Linked DNA regions of Mus musculus: all the other regions are linked to region 2. Evidence: chromatin contacts called from public Hi-C data. All regions are on one chromosome and are shown on one strand. The core of a region is the stretch at or near the end of the contact, and the rest is flanking DNA. Distances in the headings are between cores, read along the strand shown.

The links. A called contact is a pair of places that touch in the nucleus more often than the background predicts.
Region 1: a Hi-C map of liver shows a contact between it and region 2, with 2.7 times the contacts expected there. The contact joins two enhancer-like sites. A contact is called at or near these places in 1 of 15 datasets of contacts at CTCF or cohesin (pro-B cells), 6 of 484 Hi-C or Micro-C datasets (cardiomyocytes, embryonic stem cells, forebrain and 2 more), 1 of 115 datasets of contacts at active chromatin or transcription factors (cardiomyocytes) and 1 of 9 other capture datasets (embryonic stem cells).
Region 3: a contact with region 2 is called in a Hi-C map of liver, with 1.9 times the contacts expected there. The contact joins two enhancer-like sites. A contact is called at or near these places in 1 of 15 datasets of contacts at CTCF or cohesin (stem cell-derived epiblast-like cells), 8 of 484 Hi-C or Micro-C datasets (the AML12 cell line, embryonic stem cells, liver and 1 more) and 1 of 9 other capture datasets (embryonic stem cells).

What each region holds. Positions count from the first base shown.
Region 1 is chr1:136,924,204-136,926,906 of GRCm38.p6, reverse strand. The region is part of intron 6 of Nr5a2 (nuclear receptor subfamily 5, group A, member 2); the gene reads left to right. Among named protein-coding and RNA genes, the nearest start is that of Nr5a2, 35 kb to the left of the region's middle. Within about 2 kb of position 1,281, at least 2 of the 459 cell types and tissues checked have an H3K27ac peak or open chromatin away from gene starts, as enhancers often do. A contact at or near this core is called in liver, where this site is marked.
Region 2 is chr1:136,540,528-136,543,227 of GRCm38.p6, reverse strand. It overlaps a transcript of Kif14 not described here. Among named protein-coding and RNA genes, the nearest start is that of Kif14, 74 kb to the right of the region's middle. Within about 2 kb of position 1,332, at least 39 of the 459 cell types and tissues checked have an H3K27ac peak or open chromatin away from gene starts, as enhancers often do. A contact at or near this core is called in the AML12 cell line and liver, where this site is marked.
Region 3 is chr1:137,009,085-137,011,784 of GRCm38.p6, reverse strand. No RefSeq gene overlaps it. Among named protein-coding and RNA genes, the nearest start is that of Nr5a2, 50 kb to the right of the region's middle. Within about 2 kb of position 1,379, at least 14 of the 459 cell types and tissues checked have an H3K27ac peak or open chromatin away from gene starts, as enhancers often do. A contact at or near this core is called in the AML12 cell line and liver, where this site is marked.

The DNA of each region.
Region 1 (2,703 bases), core at 32-2,531, 380 kb before region 2:
CAGTGCTCACTGGCAAAAAAGCCTGTGGTCCTGTGCATGTTTTGACACCACCACCACCACCCCAACCCCATGCTGTACCACCACCCCAACCCCATGCTGTCCAGAAACTTACTATGTAGAGAGGGCGGGCGTCCCAAGCACTGGGGCTAAGTGTTCGCCACTATGTCTGTCTCTAACAAACTGCACCGCTTGGGTTTTGTTGTTGTTGTACAGAGGGTATGTATGCAAGTGGCTAAAATTACTTTTGTTATTTTTTTTCCCCCAAGAGTCTGATTCCTTCCAGGCAAATTTTAGTTACTGGTGGCACACAGGTATTTGAGGTCTTAGTCCTTGTATCATGTTTGATTTTAAACATGCCATATATTAACAGTTTTTTCAGGAGAGCCTTCTTTTAGACGAGAAAACTTTCCTTTAACCCTCAAGCAGACATTGATTTTTATTTCACAGTCAATTATTTAATGGCCCCAAATTAGCTTTTCAAGTGTTGGTACATGTAGAGGGGGCTGTCTAGCCCAGTGGACCTAAAGTGACCACGTTGGCTTTTTAGAACTTGCTTATTGCTTGGTCTGACCCCTGACCTGATGACTCACACATTCATTCAACACATGTTAGTGAAATTCCCACAATGCCCCGAGTCCTGGACACAGTTTAGTTAATGAGACCAACAAGGGCACTGTCTTTTTTTTTTTCCCCCATTGGTGCTCCTGTGCCAGAGGGAGGGAAGCTGATGATAGACAAGCTAACAAGGGAAGTGTTTACTGCCAGAACCGATCAGTGCACAGAGCAAACTGCAGGAGGCCAGCAGCCAACAGCCAGCTCTGCTTCTGAGATGGTCAGGGGAAGAAATGACCCTTGAGCTAAGGTCTGAACAGCAAGAACAAACTAGTGTGAACAAAGACATGGTGTCCAGGCATAGAACAGACAGAGGGGGAAAAAAAAAAAAACCCGAGAACTAACGCAACACTTCCAAGAGATACTGGAGGCCAATGGCTATCGAGGGACAGGGGGGAAAATGGCTCTCTGTAGATCAAGGCATCTGAAAGGTCCAGCTCATGGATGGATTACATACAGTTTATCCTTCTGGAACACGAAATCTTGACATTTAAGCAATGCTGTGATGTCAGGAGATGGTCCTAAAATATTATTGCTCAGGTGGAAAGTGGGCTCAACAGATGCAGGAGAGGAAACAAGAAACCCAGATTTCACCAGAGAGCTTTATACAGTGGCTTGGCCCAAGAACAGGAGCTGGGGGAGGGCTGAGTGGACCTGGGATACAGGTTGAGATAGACTGCCAGGACGGAGATGACGAGACAGGTCAGTTTCTGGCTGAAAGCATGGGCAGTCTTTATAAGCAGAAACAGTCTCCTGGGGCCAGCCCCAACAGTGCCCAACCCCCGCCCCCCCAGCCCCCCCCAGACCTCCCCCCCCCCCCCCCCCGACAGGCAGATCTAGGGCTACTTTCTCGGAGCATTGATTTGTTCTAATCTTTATTCCTAGTCTAGAACATGAGTGTAATGTAACTAAGTGAACCTGGTGCAGGCCCCTCCCTGTCTTTGGATTCAAGCTTTTCACAAAGACCCTAAGAGGTGGGCTCTCTGCAAATGTTCTTTCATGTATTTCAGAGGCAAAAAGCAGGCGAGATACATGCATCTTTGACAGGATATGTCGGGCAGTCCCTTGGAGACTGTCACTAGATGAATGTGACCTACTGTTTGATCATCAACATTGCTTATTGAATTGCAATTGTGGGAAAACCCAAGAAAGAACCCAGTCATTGAATATGTGAGTGATTAGCCTCTCTGGTCTGCTCAACACTGCCTCCAGTAACACAACACCTTATATAAGATACAAACTAGCCAGGCTCCAAATTCAGCAGGGAACCAGCTAAGGATAGTTTCTCTGCCATGCCCTCTTCTGGCTCTCAGATTGGCTCTGAGCTCAAGGAAGCAAAACACTTTGTGTTAAAATGACTAAATATTTTTTAACCACACCCCACCCTAGTGCTAGGGGTGGTACCATCCGGATTAGTGGTTTTGTTTGTTTGTTTGTTTGTTTGTTTTGGTTTTTGGCTTTTTGGTTTTGTCAACTTGACACAAGCTAGAGTCATTTGCCATGAGGAAACCCCAGCTGAGAAAATGTTCCCTCTAGCTTGGCTTATAGGCAGGCCTGTGCCGTATTTTCTGATTTGTTTTTTTATTTGTTTGTTTGTTTGCTTGGGTTTTTTTTTTTTTTTTTTTTCTCTTCAGACAGGGTCTCTGTAGTAGTGCTGGCTGTCCTAAGACCATGTAGACCAGGCTGCCTTCCAGACTGACACGATTCATCTGCTTCTGCTGATACCAGTCACTACTGGAATTAAATGTGTGTACTTTCACGTCCAGCCAGTGGGGACATTTTCTTGATTAATTACTGATAGGGAAGTGCCTAGCACACTGGGTCTGTGGGCCTGGGTGCTCTTAGTGGGCCGGGAAAGCCTCAAGGAGCAAGTCAGTAAGCGGCTTCTCCATGGACTTCCCTTTCACTCCTGCCTCCAGGTTCCTGATGCATTTGAGTTCCTTTTCTAATTTCCCTCAGTATAGAGAGTTACCTGGCTGTAAGATGTAGCCTCCCCACTGCCAACTTGTTTATGATCATGGTATATTAACATAGGAATAGAAATTCTGCCTGGGACAGTGCCTATGCTGGAAATCACCCCACTACTGAACT
Region 2 (2,700 bases), core at 83-2,582:
TTGCAGGGCACTTGAGCTTGACGCAAATGTAGAATTTTCTTAAAACAAAAACAACAACAAAAACCCAAACTGTGAAAAGCAAGTGAAGAAGATCTGTAGAGAACTGGACTCCAATTTAGTCATTATTCTGTTGCACTAGCAGAGGCCACTTTAGTAAAAAGAAAAAAGAAAGGAAGGAAGGAAGGAAGAAAGGAAGGAAAAGGAAAAAGGAAAAAGGAAAAGGAAAAGGAGGGAAGAGAAGAGAACAAGGAGTGGTTATGCCACCCAGGCTGGCCCCCAGAACTTCTGTTGACCAGGCTGGCCTTGAACTCACCTGCTTCTGTCTCAGGAAGGCATCTTCCAGAACAATATTGGTTGCATTGTGGAAATCTGGAGAGACTGTTATAGAAAACTAATATTTTTTTCTATTTCAGTTTCCTCACACACATATGCATAGCCATGCATATATGCACAAACACACACATGCATTGCGTGCATACAGAGAGAGGCATGCACTCACGCACACACACTGATTGTGTCTGCAGACACAAGTATACTTACACTGCTGCAAAACTGTAAATTCTTTTTTTTTCTTTAAAGATTTATCTCTTTATTCTATGTAAGTACCCTACAGCTGTCCTCAGACACCCCAGAAGAGGGCATCTGATCCCATCCAGGATGGATGTGAGCCACTGTGTGACTGCCGGGACCTGAACCCAGGACTTTCGGAAGAGCAGTCAGTGCTCCTAACCGCTGAGCCATCTCTCCAGCCCCAACATTGTGAATTCTTGATTTCTCATATAAAGTGTAAGCTTTATTCCAAGCTCTTAGGAGTTAAAACTTTTAGAAACCATACATCTCTTAACTTAGTCAAAGAGGAGAAATACCTGCAAGGGTCACAAAAAAACCTTCCTAGAAGAGGTAAACAGGGAAGCTCTTGCTTTCAGGGGTTGTGCAGAGGGAGCATGCTTCAGGGGGAAGCTACACGCTATCACCTTCCTTTAGAACTATAAACTCTACAGATAACCATCTGAACGCAATCCCAGGGCAGCTGGTGTGACTTGTTACTACCAGCGGCTGCATCCCTGGAGCACGAGCCGTATGTATGCCAAGCCTTTGGTAAACCATGATGAACCAGGAACCAGCATCACACTCAGGCCCAGCACAGGCCAACAAATCAGAATCCGAATTTGACTTCTCTCCCAGTTATCAGCGTCCACACTACAGCCCACATAGAACTGAGGATCTGAAGCAGTACCCCTGCCAACCCCTCTCGGGTGGCCCTTGCAGTATCACCACACTGTAGAGTTTTGAGCAACAAAGGCCTGTTTGCCTAAGGTCACACAGGAAGATAATGGAGCAGGGATCAAAGCTCAGGTCATGGACTGCTGTACTTACGCAATCTTAGACTAATGTTATACAGACCTGGATTTCCTTCGCCCCAGCCGGAGAAGCACAGTGAGAGGGTAAATGGAGTTAGATGGAGACCTCAGATAACCCTGTGTGCCCAGCAGCAAGCTCCCCTGGAGCTGGAAGAAGCTGAGTCCCTGTTTCCCTCACTGCTGCTGCTGCTGCTGCTGCTGCTGGCAGACGAACCTGGGGGTTGTGGTGTGTCAAAGAAGCAGCCAGCCTCTTCCTCAGCCATCTGCCTCTCCAGATCACAGCCCTGCAACTAAGTAAACGGCAGAGCTGTCAGCCTTGTTATCTGCCCCTAGATCTGTCTACAGCCAACAAACAGATCCCCCAGGAAGGACAGCAGACAGTGGAGGTTAAGGACTTCTGGGAGCTGGCACAGGCCAGGCCCTGCACTGGGTGCTAGGGGAAAAAGGAATTGCTTCTAAGAAGTATAAACCTTTGGAAGGGGTGGGGGATGGGGAAAGAACAGGCTCTTCCCCAGACCTTAGCATCTACTATATACCCGTGTACAAACCCCCACAACTTAGAAAAAGCTCTGGTCTCCTCAAATAAAATTAAAATATCGCAAAACTTCACCTGGCCATAGTCTTTACAGATTGTGTAAGACTTTAACCCTGCATCATGATCAACAGTACAAATCTCAGCACTAGGAAAGCTTATTTAGGGAGATATTTGGGGAGTGGGGCTGTCCCCATGGGAAACCTCTCTCTATAAGCATGTAGGGGCCACAGGCTTCAGCAGCCAAGAAGTCACTGGTTTTGAGCCGGAGGGGGTGATGCCTGAGGAACACATTCAGGAGCCGGGGATAACTCTGAGAGGAGAGACACTGAGCGCCCCACTTGGCCAAGCATGGATGCCGTAGCTCTGATGACGCCTCCTAACCAGGGTCCTGCCTTTTCTCTGCACAAATCTACTCTGAAGTTAACTTCGTGGACAAAAAAGGAAAGAAAGGTCTTGGGAGCATTCCAGTCCCCATGTGCTCTTTTAAGAAAAGCCCTTCTCTGCCTGTGCCAAAAACCTCACCGTGATGACTTCTCCAGACTTCTCCCTGAATGCCTGCTTAATGCTTTGTGATAAGCAGGCTCGGAACTTCCAGGAACCAAGTCTCTTTGCATAAATCACTGTGCGCTTTAAAAGGAGGCCCATTCCTGCCCGGGAGGACGGGGAGGATTTAGAAAATACCCAGGGAGTAAAATGTCTACGATGTCACATCTGTGCGTTTCGCAACAGTTACAGTCAGGATTAGGTTTGGGAACTGGGAGATTACAAAGTGTCTCCCTCAATACTTCAACTTCAGCAGAATAA
Region 3 (2,700 bases), core at 130-2,629, 470 kb before region 2:
AGGGAGGAGCTTGTCTTCTGCTTCCATAGAGCCTCTCAGCCTGAAAGGCCGCAGGACCCACTGGGCTTTTGGCATTGTAAACGTGCTTTGTCAGGTGACACACCTTGTGACACTGGCTCGGGCTTCCTACCCATGGAAATCTGTCTAATCTCACCCAAAATATTCTAAATAACAGGCAGATAAAATGGTTTCTCCAATAGCAGTGTGTGGAGGTCACACCTTTAACCCTAGGGCTTGGGAAGTAGAAGCAGGCAGATTTCTGAGTTCCAGACCAGTCAGGTCTATAGAGTTCCAGAACAGCCAGGGCTACACGTTGAAAACTTGTCTTCAAAATACAAACAACAAAAACACCAGATAGCTGCTCCTCACATAAAGTCACTCACAGCTAAAACTGATGTCCTCAGTTCCAAATCCAGAACAATGAACTCCTGCAAGTTGTCCTCTGACATGCTCACGTGCGCATGTATACACACACACACACACACACACCAAGTAAGAATGATTTTTTTTATATAATTCAAATTAGTAGATTTAGCCGGGCGTCGTGGCACATGCCTTTAATCCCAGCACTGGGGAGGCAGAGGCAGGAGGAGTTCTGAGTTCGAGGCCAACCTGGTCTACAAAGTGAGTTCCAGGACAGCCAGGACTATACAGAGAAACCCTGTCTCGGGGGAATAAAAAATTAGTAGATTTAAAGTTGGGGCACATTCATCTTGTAATGGGTATAGAGTATTAGGTCATCTCTCTCAGGACACCAGTAAGTATGGAGCAGAGAGAACTGGTCAGAGTAATGAAGTCTTTGAGGTACAAAGCTTGCCACTATTAAATCTCTTCTGAGAAATGGGGTGAGCCTGCCAAGTTCGTTGCGTGGACAACTGTGAAGTGGGAATACTCGCTGGCCACATGGCTGTTGTGGTTGAGAGAGATAGTGGGTGTTTTATCTAGCCTTCAACTTTACCAGAACCAGAGGATGACATAATGTGGGGCTCCTCCTATCAGGGCTTGTTAGCAAAACTCCCTGACAGAATCACAGTTTCACAACCCCTGCAGCCTGCATGGATCAATACAGAGGAACTCACAGACTCGGCATGTCGTTATCCAATGACTAATCACACTTGTCGGGACCATTTCAGGAGTATCCTGGTCACACTGAAGTCTACTCAAATTGCCTGCCATGTAAGAACTGGAAAAGAAACTGCTCACTGGTTTAGTGCCTGAAGTATCAGAAAGAAGGTGTGTTTATGGACTTGGTCAACGAAGTACAGCAGCCTAGAGATAAAGCATTGTGGAGAAATGCCAGCCAAAGCGAGCTACAGCTTTGGGAAGTCCGGCCAATCAGCCTGAGGCCACCCTGCATGGAGATAAGGCCTCTCTTCCCAGCACTCTCCAGCAGGTGCCACCCACTGACCAAACCCAACCAAGAACCAGGTGGGGGCTGGAGCAGTATCCTGGGCCCTGGAGCAGGGTAGAGGAGTAGCAGGGCAAATGGAAAGTATGCAACACCAGTGGAAGTCAGAACTGTTTCACCTGTCCACCCATCACTGAGGAGTGCCAAGATAAAGCTATTTGCTTCAACTCCCCTCCCCAGCAGTTCTAATGTAAAAATGGGGGAACACATTAATGCCAATAGTGATTTTCATATGCTTAAACATGATCTCTTAGTTCACCCCTCCAAATGTATTTGTGCTTAAATCCCCAAGAGGTATTTATTTATTTTCATCCTACAAAGAATGCCTGCTGTTGAGTGGCAACATTTTTTTTTCTGCTCCGTTTTTGCTCTTTACAAACCAGGTGAGCAATGCACTTACTTTGAGAGATGCTCGGGGGTTTGGGCTGCTTGTGAGCCCTGGAAATATTGATCAGTTTAAAATATTTGGACACTTGCATCTCCTGAATGTGCTTACTGCGGCCCTTCTCCTGGGCAGGCCTGGAGAGCGCCCGGCATTTTTGTTATCATGATGAATTACCCTCCCTGGTAGGTCACTCTTTTTTACCTGAAGTCACAATTTGCTCCTTCTTTAGGTCACAACCTGATTTTTTCAGGGTGACAGATTTATTGCTTGCTTTGTACTCCCAAAAAACAAATCGCCAACACTGCTCAAAATCCAATCCTGCCTCAGGATAGCCCCAGATTATCCCAGTGAGGAAGAAAACCCTGGCTTCTGAGGCTCTTTCCATACTGCACTGAATCCAAGAAGGAAGGAGGATGCTGGGGTGAATCACATTGCCAGAACAGCAATTGCTTGTTAGTAGAGTCTGGGGGAACCATCTTTGCAGGATGCTCCAAAGAGCAGAGCAAAGAACTTCTCTGACTTCAACACACTTTCCTGGGCCATTAAATAAGTGGGAGTGCCCTGTAAAATGTACCTAAATCCCAAGACTGGAGCTGGGACATTTCTGGGTTAGGAAAAGTGATGTCGTAGAAGTGTCACAAAATCGACTAGAATTGGCCGGGCAGTGGTGGCACAAGCCTTTAATCCCAGCACTTGGGAGGCAGAGGCAGGGGGATTTCTGAGTTTGAGGCCAGCATGGTCTACAGAGTGAGTTCTGGGGTAGGGGCATGGGGGGATGGGGGGGGGTGAGGAGCAGACTAGGATTGAAGTGGTGAGCATTCTGCTTCAGGTAATAAGAAGTGTGTTTAAAAATTCAACACACAAGGGCACACTTCCTCCAACAACGGGCCACGCTCTCCATCTCCAG